Linked DNA regions of Hermetia illucens: region 1 is linked to region 2. The links are chromatin contacts, called in public Hi-C maps. All regions are on one chromosome and are shown on one strand. The core of a region is the stretch at or near the end of the contact, and the rest is flanking DNA. Distances in the headings are between cores, read along the strand shown.

The links. Hi-C and Micro-C count contacts between places; a contact is called where the count stands out from the background.
Region 1: a contact with region 2 is called in a Hi-C map of whole body, with 5 times the contacts expected there. The contact joins the promoter of LOC119649927 here to the promoter of LOC119649345 in region 2. A contact is called at or near these places in 2 of 2 Hi-C or Micro-C datasets (an unstated tissue and whole body).

What each region holds. Positions count from the first base shown.
Region 1 is chr2:54,973,917-54,978,606 of iHerIll2.2.curated.20191125, reverse strand. LOC119649927 (signal peptidase complex subunit 2) reads right to left here and starts at 1,281. Exons shown (of 2, transcript XM_038052346.1): 1 at 1,128-1,281. The coding sequence starts at 1,175.
Region 2 is chr2:54,841,420-54,846,015 of iHerIll2.2.curated.20191125, reverse strand. LOC119649345 reads left to right here and starts at 1,512. Exons shown (of 9, transcript XM_038051453.1): 1 at 1,512-1,628; 2 at 1,684-4,101. The coding sequence starts at 1,613.

The sequences.
Region 1 (4,690 bases), core at 32-2,531, 130 kb before region 2:
TCAACATTGCCTTTGCATAATTTTGAGGTGTGGCCTAGTTACTCGCATTTGAAAAATTTTCTAGGTTTAGATGTGAAGTACTCCACTGGCACCGCCCTACCAGAACGGATCCGTGAAAGGCTAGTTTTACAATTGTGGAGTGGATGAATTCTTGGGGGTTATCAGGGTTTCTTCTGTTCAGTCTCGTATCCCTGGCAAGTTTGAGCATCACTCAGGACCTAGAGTGAAAACTATAGGCACTCTTTAATGATACCGAACCCGCATACAAAGTTTTTTGGAATGAATTGTTTTAGAAGCAGGGCATTGATCTTTTGTGTTTTGGGCAAAGGAATTCGCGCGAACTGCTCTGTCAAACAGCACTTTCACACGGGGTATTCTTTCTTCTGGTGTTGGCTTTTGGGAGCTTGTGGTTTATTTCCTTAAATCTGCCCCTTTCTACGTTCTCTTTGGGCAAGTTTATTTTTCGGTCTCCCGTTGGTGCAATCCGTTCTTTGAGGGACGAAGAGATTCAATCCAACTTCATCCGTTCCTCCGTCCTGTGAGCTTCTCCAGGAGGGAGGCATTTCGTGTGGGAAAGCAGCCACAGACTCCACCGGTTAGAACCTGCGGGTGTCGCCGCTGAATACGCTTAGGACGGAAAGAAAAGTGGCTCGGCGCAGTTAGGGGAAACGAGGAGAAGATAGGGGCGTTGAATACAAAGCGGTAAAGCCACCTGTACCTAGGATCGAAAGCAGAGTGTGGACGAGCAAAGAGAAAACTGAAAATCAAAGTACTTGGAGCACAATAAAACAAGAGAAGCAACACTGAGGTACCGTTTTTGCAGCTGTAGACGATAAAGGACATCACAATCACCCATGTTTCAACTCGATTTCCGAGTTGCGAGGTTGCTTTTGCAGTGGAACAATATCCCTTTCTTACAACTATTCACATGATTTCATTAAGCCACTAATTTGTGCATAACAAGGATTTAAATAAAGAATAATTTGACAAATCGGCAAACCGAATCGTCCCAAGCACTGACTGACGTGTCCAACTTTCGAGTGTGGGATTGTTCCCGGAACGTAAACATTCGAAAATCCTCGTATATAAATAAGATTCGAAATAATTTTAAATCACAAAATGCATACCTCATTTTCACGAGCGTTTTTGTCATCTTTCTTTGTTTTTGTCGACATTTTACTTGAAGAAAAACCCCAAACTTTGCTGTTACTTGACAACTCGACACGAAAACGAGGCACCGCAAAATTTGATTGACGTTGGATTATTTCGATTCTGCGGTTCCAATTGTCAAAGTAGTGTTCCAGTTCAAGCGTTCCAAGTGTGAAATGATTTTTTATCACCCTATACAATTTCGAATGGCGCGAATATTCATTTAAAATAGACTCAACTGGTTGCTAACAGATCATGTACAGGAAGGACTTTGTGGTCAAGCAATTTTGAAAGGAACAGGTATAATTTGAACTTTTTGAATTTTAACTACTGACAGACAGACAGTCTGTCACACGAACTTTTCTCTGAAACGGCTATACTGATTGACATTTGGTGAGAAGGTGGGAACTGTGAACGACCAGGGATGCAGTGAGTGATATCCTTCTACGTTAAGGTTAAGGGGGAGGTCCCCATACATGCAAAAGGGGGATGTAAATTTTTTTTTCGCAGAGTATAGCTATATTGGTTATCAAATGAAAGGTCTCGATTAGTACTACTCGGAGCCGGTCTTAGCTTTGAGATTTGTTAGAAAGGCAGGGTGTGGGAGGGATGGAAAATGATGATTTCTTTAACGGACTCATTCTCAGAAACTACAAAACCGAAGAATCTGAAACAAATAATGAAGCTGCCTCTATATGGTGCCCAGGCCTCAAATCTGTTCAAATTAAGTTAATAATAGTTTATTACCATATTTTTGGGAAAATTGAGTAAAAATCCCCCTTAAGTTTATCCCAGGGTGATAACAGCTGGCAGTAGTATAGAATATAATATGAAGCATATTATCCCCGAGTTCGATAAAAATCATACTAGTACTAACAAAGTTACAGTAGCTGGAAGTTGACTCTACCGTGAAATTTAATGCAACTAAATATCAATATCACACTAAAATAAGTAGTCTGACATGTTAAATGCATATACATAACGGGCAAAACAAACAAAACAAAAGAAGCAAACAAAACCTTTCATACCTGAAGCGCCCAGCTTCCGGATTCCCGACTTGTTTCTTGCGGTGATTGAAGAAATTCTATCAGGTCACATTTTTTTTTTAATATGAGAGTAACTCTTTACCTACGCTCATTGTCAATGTCGATTCTGTATTCCGTTTTCTTGTGTTTTGTGAACTAATGTGGTTTTATTTTTGATAAAATATTTTGTAGAATATTTAAAAATAAATTTTGATATTTATTGATTATGGGGAACACCCGGTTCAATAGGTCACTTAATCCGTATGGGTGAGAATAACCCAGTCCGAAAAGTCTGGAGGGAGAAAATCTACGGTAGAGGAAGAAGACATGCAGACCCTGCCTCAGGTGGAACGATGGCGTAGGCCAGGACGACGACCAGCTTTTAGGGATATCGAATTGGTGGATCTTGGCGCAAAACCGGGATGTTTAGAATTCTTTACTAAGGTAGGCCTAGATTGAATACCAGTTGTTGCGCCGTTGATGATGATGAATACCATATTCGAAAATCCTTCCACATCCCGCAAGTCCAGGTAGACAAGTGCAAGTTGCTTATATAATGAAGATTTCTTTATGAAGGATGAAAATGACGATAAGATAAAATGTCATATTTCATCATCATCAACGGCGCAACAGCCAGTATTCGGTCTAGACCTGCCTTAATAAGGAAATCCAGACACACCGGTTTTGCGCCGAGGATCAGCAATTCGATATCCCCAAAAATTCTTCGGAGGATTCTTCTCTCGAACGTGCCAAGAGTTCGCAGTTTTTTTTGCTAAGAACAAGAGTTTCCTTGGAATATACTGGTAAGATCACAGTCTTGTACAGTAAGAGCTTTGACCCTATGGTGAGACGTTTCGAGCGAAACAGTTTTTGTATGCTGAAATAGGCTCTGTTGGCTGCTAACAACCATGCGCGGATTTCATCGTCATAGCTGTTATCGGTTGTGATTTTCGATCCTAGATAGGAGAAATTTTCAACGGTCTCAAAGTTGTAGTCTACTATCTTCATTGTCTTCGTTTGACCAGTGTGATTCGATGTTGTTCATTCTTTTGGTTTTGGCGCTGATGTTGCCACTATGTACTTCGTCTTACCTTCATTAATGTGCAGCCCAAGATCTCGCGCCAATCGCCGCCTGCTCGATCTGGATGAGGGTAGACTGTACATCTCGGGTTGTTCTTCCCATGATGTCGATGTCGTCAGCGTAGGCCAATAGTTGGATGGACTTAAAGAGGACGCTGCTTCTCGTATTTACATCGGCATCGCGAATCACTTTCTCCAGGGCCAGGTTGACGCATGATAGTGCATCCCCTTGTCGTAGACCGTTGTTGATGTTGAATGGTGTTGAGAGTGATCCTGCTGATTTTATCTGGCCTCGTACATTGGTCAGGGTCAGCCTAGTCAGTCTTATCAATTTCGTCGGGATACCGAATGCTCTCATGGCCGTGTACAGTTTTACCCTGGCTATGCTATCATAGGCGGCTTTAAAGTTGATGGAAAGATGGTGGAACTGATGTCCATATTCCAACAGTTTTTCCATCGCTTGCCGCACAGAGAAAATCTGATCTGTTGCTTATTTGCCTGGAGTGAAGCTTCTTTGGTATGGGCCAATTATGTTCTGGGCGAACGGCAACCTAGCAAGATAACGGAGAATATCTTATAGATGGTACTCAGCAACGTGATACCTTTATAATTGCTGCACTGCGTGATATCTCCTTTTTTATGTATGGGACAGATAATGCCTCGTTGCCGGTCATTGATTCGCTGTCCCACGCCTTGAGTATAAGTTGATGAACCGCTTGGTGTAATTGGTCGCCTCCATATTTAACCAATTCGACTGACTTATGATTTTTAAGCCGATGAATTGCACGAACTGTTCCTTCTATACTTGGTGGTGGCATTATTTGTCCGTCGTCTTCAGTTGATGGGACGTCCAACTCGCCGATATTCTGGTTGTTCAGCAGTTAGTCAAAGTACTCAACCCATCGCTCCAATATGCTCATTCTGTTGGAAATCAGATTTCCCTCATTGTCTCGGTAGGATGAACATCGAGGTGTGACTTGTTGGTAAAACTTCTGCGCCTGGTGCGGTTACTCCCTGTACATTCCAAGTTCACAGACCTGTTGACTTTCCTAGGCATCCTTTTTGCGTCTGTGACGTCGCTTCTCCGCTCGCTGGAATTTGTGATAAGTCAACATTACTCGATATGCAGCATTCTTCCGTTCCGCTGCTAGCTTACAGTCATCTTCGAAGCAGCCGTTCCGGCTCCTTTTGCGGCTGGGGCCAAGTATGTTTGTGGCCGTATTTCTGATAACGTTCTTCAAGTGATTGTGAAGATTATTTGTGGATGCTTCATTTCCAGGTTCTTTGTTGACTGTTGTTATTGCGGCATCCATTTCTCCCTTATATTTGGATGACTTCAGTATTAACTCTCACCTGATTGTCAGAGTGAATTCTGGGCGGTGTGCCAACGCCTCCCTATATGTTCTGACATTCATCAAGGCTGAGAGGTCGCAGCG
Region 2 (4,596 bases), core at 263-2,762:
GCCACTCCCTGCATCGTAAGCGACCTATTAAGATTCGCTGAGGACCTCTGAGGATGGTGTCCGAGCCCTTACAAACTCTGTTTGTTTTATTCTAGTAAGATCGTCTTCGTCCTTTTGACTAGAATATGGATGAGCTTCTGATATTGGCTTTCGTGTAGGACTCCAGTGGAATTCGACTGTTTCATTGGCCTCCGGTAACTGGTTTTCTTGTCAGCCCTTGCTCCTTAGTGGCCTTTCGACGTCGATAATTTCTGGGTAGGAGTATTGTGTCTGGTGTTCACTACGCTCAGTTGGATGACATTTTTTTCCAGGCTGGAAACCGCTAGTCCGTCTGCCGCTTTGCCATGAGGGCTCTCTTGTTGGCTCCGGCACAGCGGTACTCCGGCTGGCTCCGGCTGTACTGCCTTCAATGGCTACTGTCCCCTGGTTGGATGTTAAGTAGTTTGTTCCACGATGGTGTGTCCGGCGTCAAGACGTCTTCTTCTTCCATCGTCTTGGTTCACTGAGTAATCTTGGAAAAATGTCCTCCCTGGCTAATCCGGCTAGCAGAATAAGGGTCTTAATTGAAATTAAAGACACCCAAGTTATTAAGAGTTCCCACAATAGAAAAAACAACTCTCACTTGCTCATGCAGCCTTCTGCGTATACTGTTTCACATTGGCTTGAGGTACTACCAACACCTTTTACAGTGCAGGGAAGATGGTTCTCGGGTTGTTGCTTTGGTTTATTCCCGGCCTGATTTGCTTACCCCTAAAACATGAACAGAAAGCGAACAGATCCTTGTTGGTTGGATGAACGCACTCCCAGTCGAGAGCTTCACACTCTTGCCCTGTCCTGAGACGGGTTCTAACGGTCATATCTATCTAACTTTGTTAAAGTCCATATTCCGGGCCACAAGAAAACTCCAGACCAGAGAATCAATCCCTTTCTTCCATCTCTAGTCGGTTTTACCATTAATTCCGCAATTTCCGGCAGATCATCTCGCGTCTCCAAATTTCCGTATATAAGTTTTGAAAATTTAGAAAAATAAGGGACACCAGAGGGGGAGAGGATTCATTACAATAAAATATACAAATTCAACATAAACCTAACAGCACAATAGGATATGAAGTTTTAGACGTTCGATGTAATAAAATATCTTTTTTTTGGAAGCGGGAAGAATCGATATTTCGAAGAAATATTTATAATTTTCCTCTCATTTTGGGTTATTTAATGGAAACCTATGGTCAAATTTTGAAGCCGTATCATCTATTCAGTGAGTAAGTCCAGGTTCCGCTGAAAATATCTTTTTATTTTGCTATTTCTCGGCGTGGAGTTATAAGAAAAGTGAATTTTTAACGATAACCCTTCTTCATGATAAATTTAAATGACCGCCAGTGAGCATTACCCTGGATTTAAACCTATTTTCGTTTCGACATGTTCATCTGGTCCATTTCCATTGTTCTCCCATGTACCGGTTCTCAGCCCTGTCATGCCGGCGAAACGTCAACTGGGCCAGTGTCGTATTCGCGTTGTGACAAGTTAGTCACTGTGAGGTTGATTTGTGCACGTGCAGGTTTGAAAGTAAAACGCGGGATCTGTTCATCCTCACCAAAATCGTAAAATACGAATCATGTCGGCGGGAACAGGTACGTCCCATTAATTCAGGGTTTCTCAGATAATAATTTCGTAATAAACTTTCAGAACTGGAGGAATGGCTCAACAGGTCGGAAAAAACGTTTGGCGAGAATTTACAGTTTGGCATCAAAGTGTGCAAATCACTGGAGTTTGTGCCGCAAAACAAATATGAAATCGTTCTGAACTGGTTCGCGGACACCTTCCCAAGCAAGAAGGACGAAAAACTGGACATGGGCCTGCTGGTCGACTTGGTCGGAGTCACCTTCCCGCAGCATCTGGTGCTGGCTTCGATCAAGGAGAAGACGGTCCAGGCGGTCTATGAGTACGTGGCCGGACTCACTTCGGATCCAGGCTCCCGGGAACCCATCGATCTGCTCCTGAAGCTGAGCGACAACCAGTCCTTCCAGATATTCTACCGCGGCAACATGGACTGCTACTGCGAACTGCAACGCACGATCTTCAAGCGCTACACAGAGTACTTCCAGTCGAAAACGGATTTCTGCCCCAGCGCTGAGGCTGCCTTCTACGAGAAAGGAGTGACTGCGTTGAAGAACTTCCTCCGCAATCAGGGCACGGGCCAGAAAGTTTTCAGAACTAGAGTCCTGGAGGCTCTCATTGAATCCGCGCTCTACATGCTTTCCGAGAAAAGTTTCTACAGCGAAATAATGGAGATCTTCGTCCAAATATGCTTCGATAAAGTTGACTCGCTTTTGAGAACCGTTTACAGAGCTCCCCTGCATGTGTCCATGTATTGCTTGGATTTCATTGTCAACCACCACCGCGGAGAGAAGCAGGAACTGGCGCAGATAGTGCTGGCGTGCGAGAGGGACCAGTCCCCAGCGAAAGTAAAGCTGCTCCGGGCGGCGCACATGTTCGACCTGTTCCGGAAATATGACGTGGATTGCACTTTTGAAGTAGAAGAAAAGGAAAAGGCGGTGACAAGGCTGGCTGCCTACGTCGAAAAATGTTTCATTGAATATGCTTCGTCGAACAGGAAAGAGGTTCTCATTCTTATTTGCAGTGCTTTGAGGCTGAATCCCATGAGTCTGGAGAAGATCATGTTCCGAGTAACGATCGAGTTCATGCTTGCCCAGAAATCGGAGGATGATTGGCAACAATATGTGGAGTTCCTCATGCTCATCGTCGATGTGTTCAAGAAGCTCGGTCGCTCCGAAAAGTTGGTCCTGTATTTGTTGAAATCCTTGAAAGGTCAATTGGGAGTGAGTGGGCTGAGCAGCTCCTTGAAACGCAAATTAAAGAGCTCAGAAACAAGCGTCATTGATGAAGATCCAGCACACAACGAATTTGTGCGTATTTTGCGCGATCAATTTGCGGAATCCAAGGCTCCCAGTATGGCAAGGGGCGGAAAGTGGAAGTACATTGCTTTGGCTTGGCCACATGAGAGTGTCGGTCAACACTTTACTGAATTTGTGACAACGCTAATGTCGAAGCCGTCGCTTGTTCTGTGGAAAACTTTGGCTTTCTCACTAGGCGATAACGTTAAGGAACTCCGAAAGGCTCCTACAGATGAAAAGAACCTCGTCATCACTGACTTCACTTCTGCTTTACTTTGTCAATACTTGGCCGGCACGCGACTACCCGAACAGACTGACAAGTTCTGGAAGGAAATCCAGGCGACACGGGAAGTAATGCAAACACAACTCCAAAACTTTGGTGAAATGCTCCTTGAGCACGAGCACAACAACCGAACAATGGACACATTCTTGGAGATATGCCTGCACATTGGGCACTACGATTTGATCACGGCCTTTTACTGCCCAGAGTCTGTTACAATCGAAGCGCCGAATCTCCATGGATATCTCACCAAGGATCAGTGGGTTTCCCTCGAACAGCGGATAGTAAACTTCGGGAACAGCAGCACAAAGAACAACATCAATCAACTGCACCTGCAAAAGATGAAAATGAACATTCTCTACAACAAAAACAGGAACGCGGCCGTGGACGTCAACCGCTATCTTCTGAACCACACATTCGACGACGCCAAACTAGTCAAAGCACTATTTGAGGATTACAACTCCTTCTGGCTGACCAAATATCTGTCTACAACCGACAAACAGAAGATCTGCAATTTGCTTATTCCTGATGACGCCGCTTTCGACCTGAACCTTATACAAAATTTGCTGGAGGACCGTGATTTTTTGGAGCTTTCTATAATTCGACTTTACGAGCTCATTTCGGGCTGTTTCGATTCGAAGAAGTCTCTTGTAAAAATGGCGGGAAGTGAGACCTCAGTGGCACAAATTAGGGATTCGATTCAATCCAAACTGGAAAAGTATTCGATAAAGCACTGCGACGCGGAGCGACTGAAGCGGATTCTGCATTTCTTGGTGGATGCGGTTCCCATCGGTTTTTGTAGTGCCGCACTCAAACCTAAAGTGTTCTCGTTAAATTTGGCGTTGTATCGGGACAGTCTAGCGGTGAAAAACGCTGAAATAACTGATTTGTGCTTCGATGCATTTGGAAGTAAGTGAATTTTTGGAAATTATTTAGTACGTTCTCTTTAGATTGCTGGGCTTGGTAGTCCTGCCTGTTGAAAAGTTGGGATTGTCCGAATTTTCGATGTCCCCTAGCATTTTGTGTGCCATTTTTCGTGCAGGTTTTGTAGCATCGTAGCTTGACCATTTGGGGCTTCAAATATTGAAATTTATTCGAATTCTTCTTTTTCTTCAGCCTTTGTCCCGTTCACAAGCGGGGTCGGTTCGTCGAATGCCTGATCTGGGTGCAATCTCGAGGCTTTCAAATCCCCATCTAGCGTATCAAGCCACCGTTTTTTAGGTCTGCCTTTTGGCCGTTTACCATCGACTTCGATATTCAGATCAATCTTGGCAAGTGAATTCTCGTTGGCACGAATTGCGTGACCATACCATCGAAGACCCCTCTCTCGCAACTTTTCCACGATCGGTGCAACCCCATAACGATCGCGGGTATCCTCATTTCGGATGTGATCTAAACGTGTGA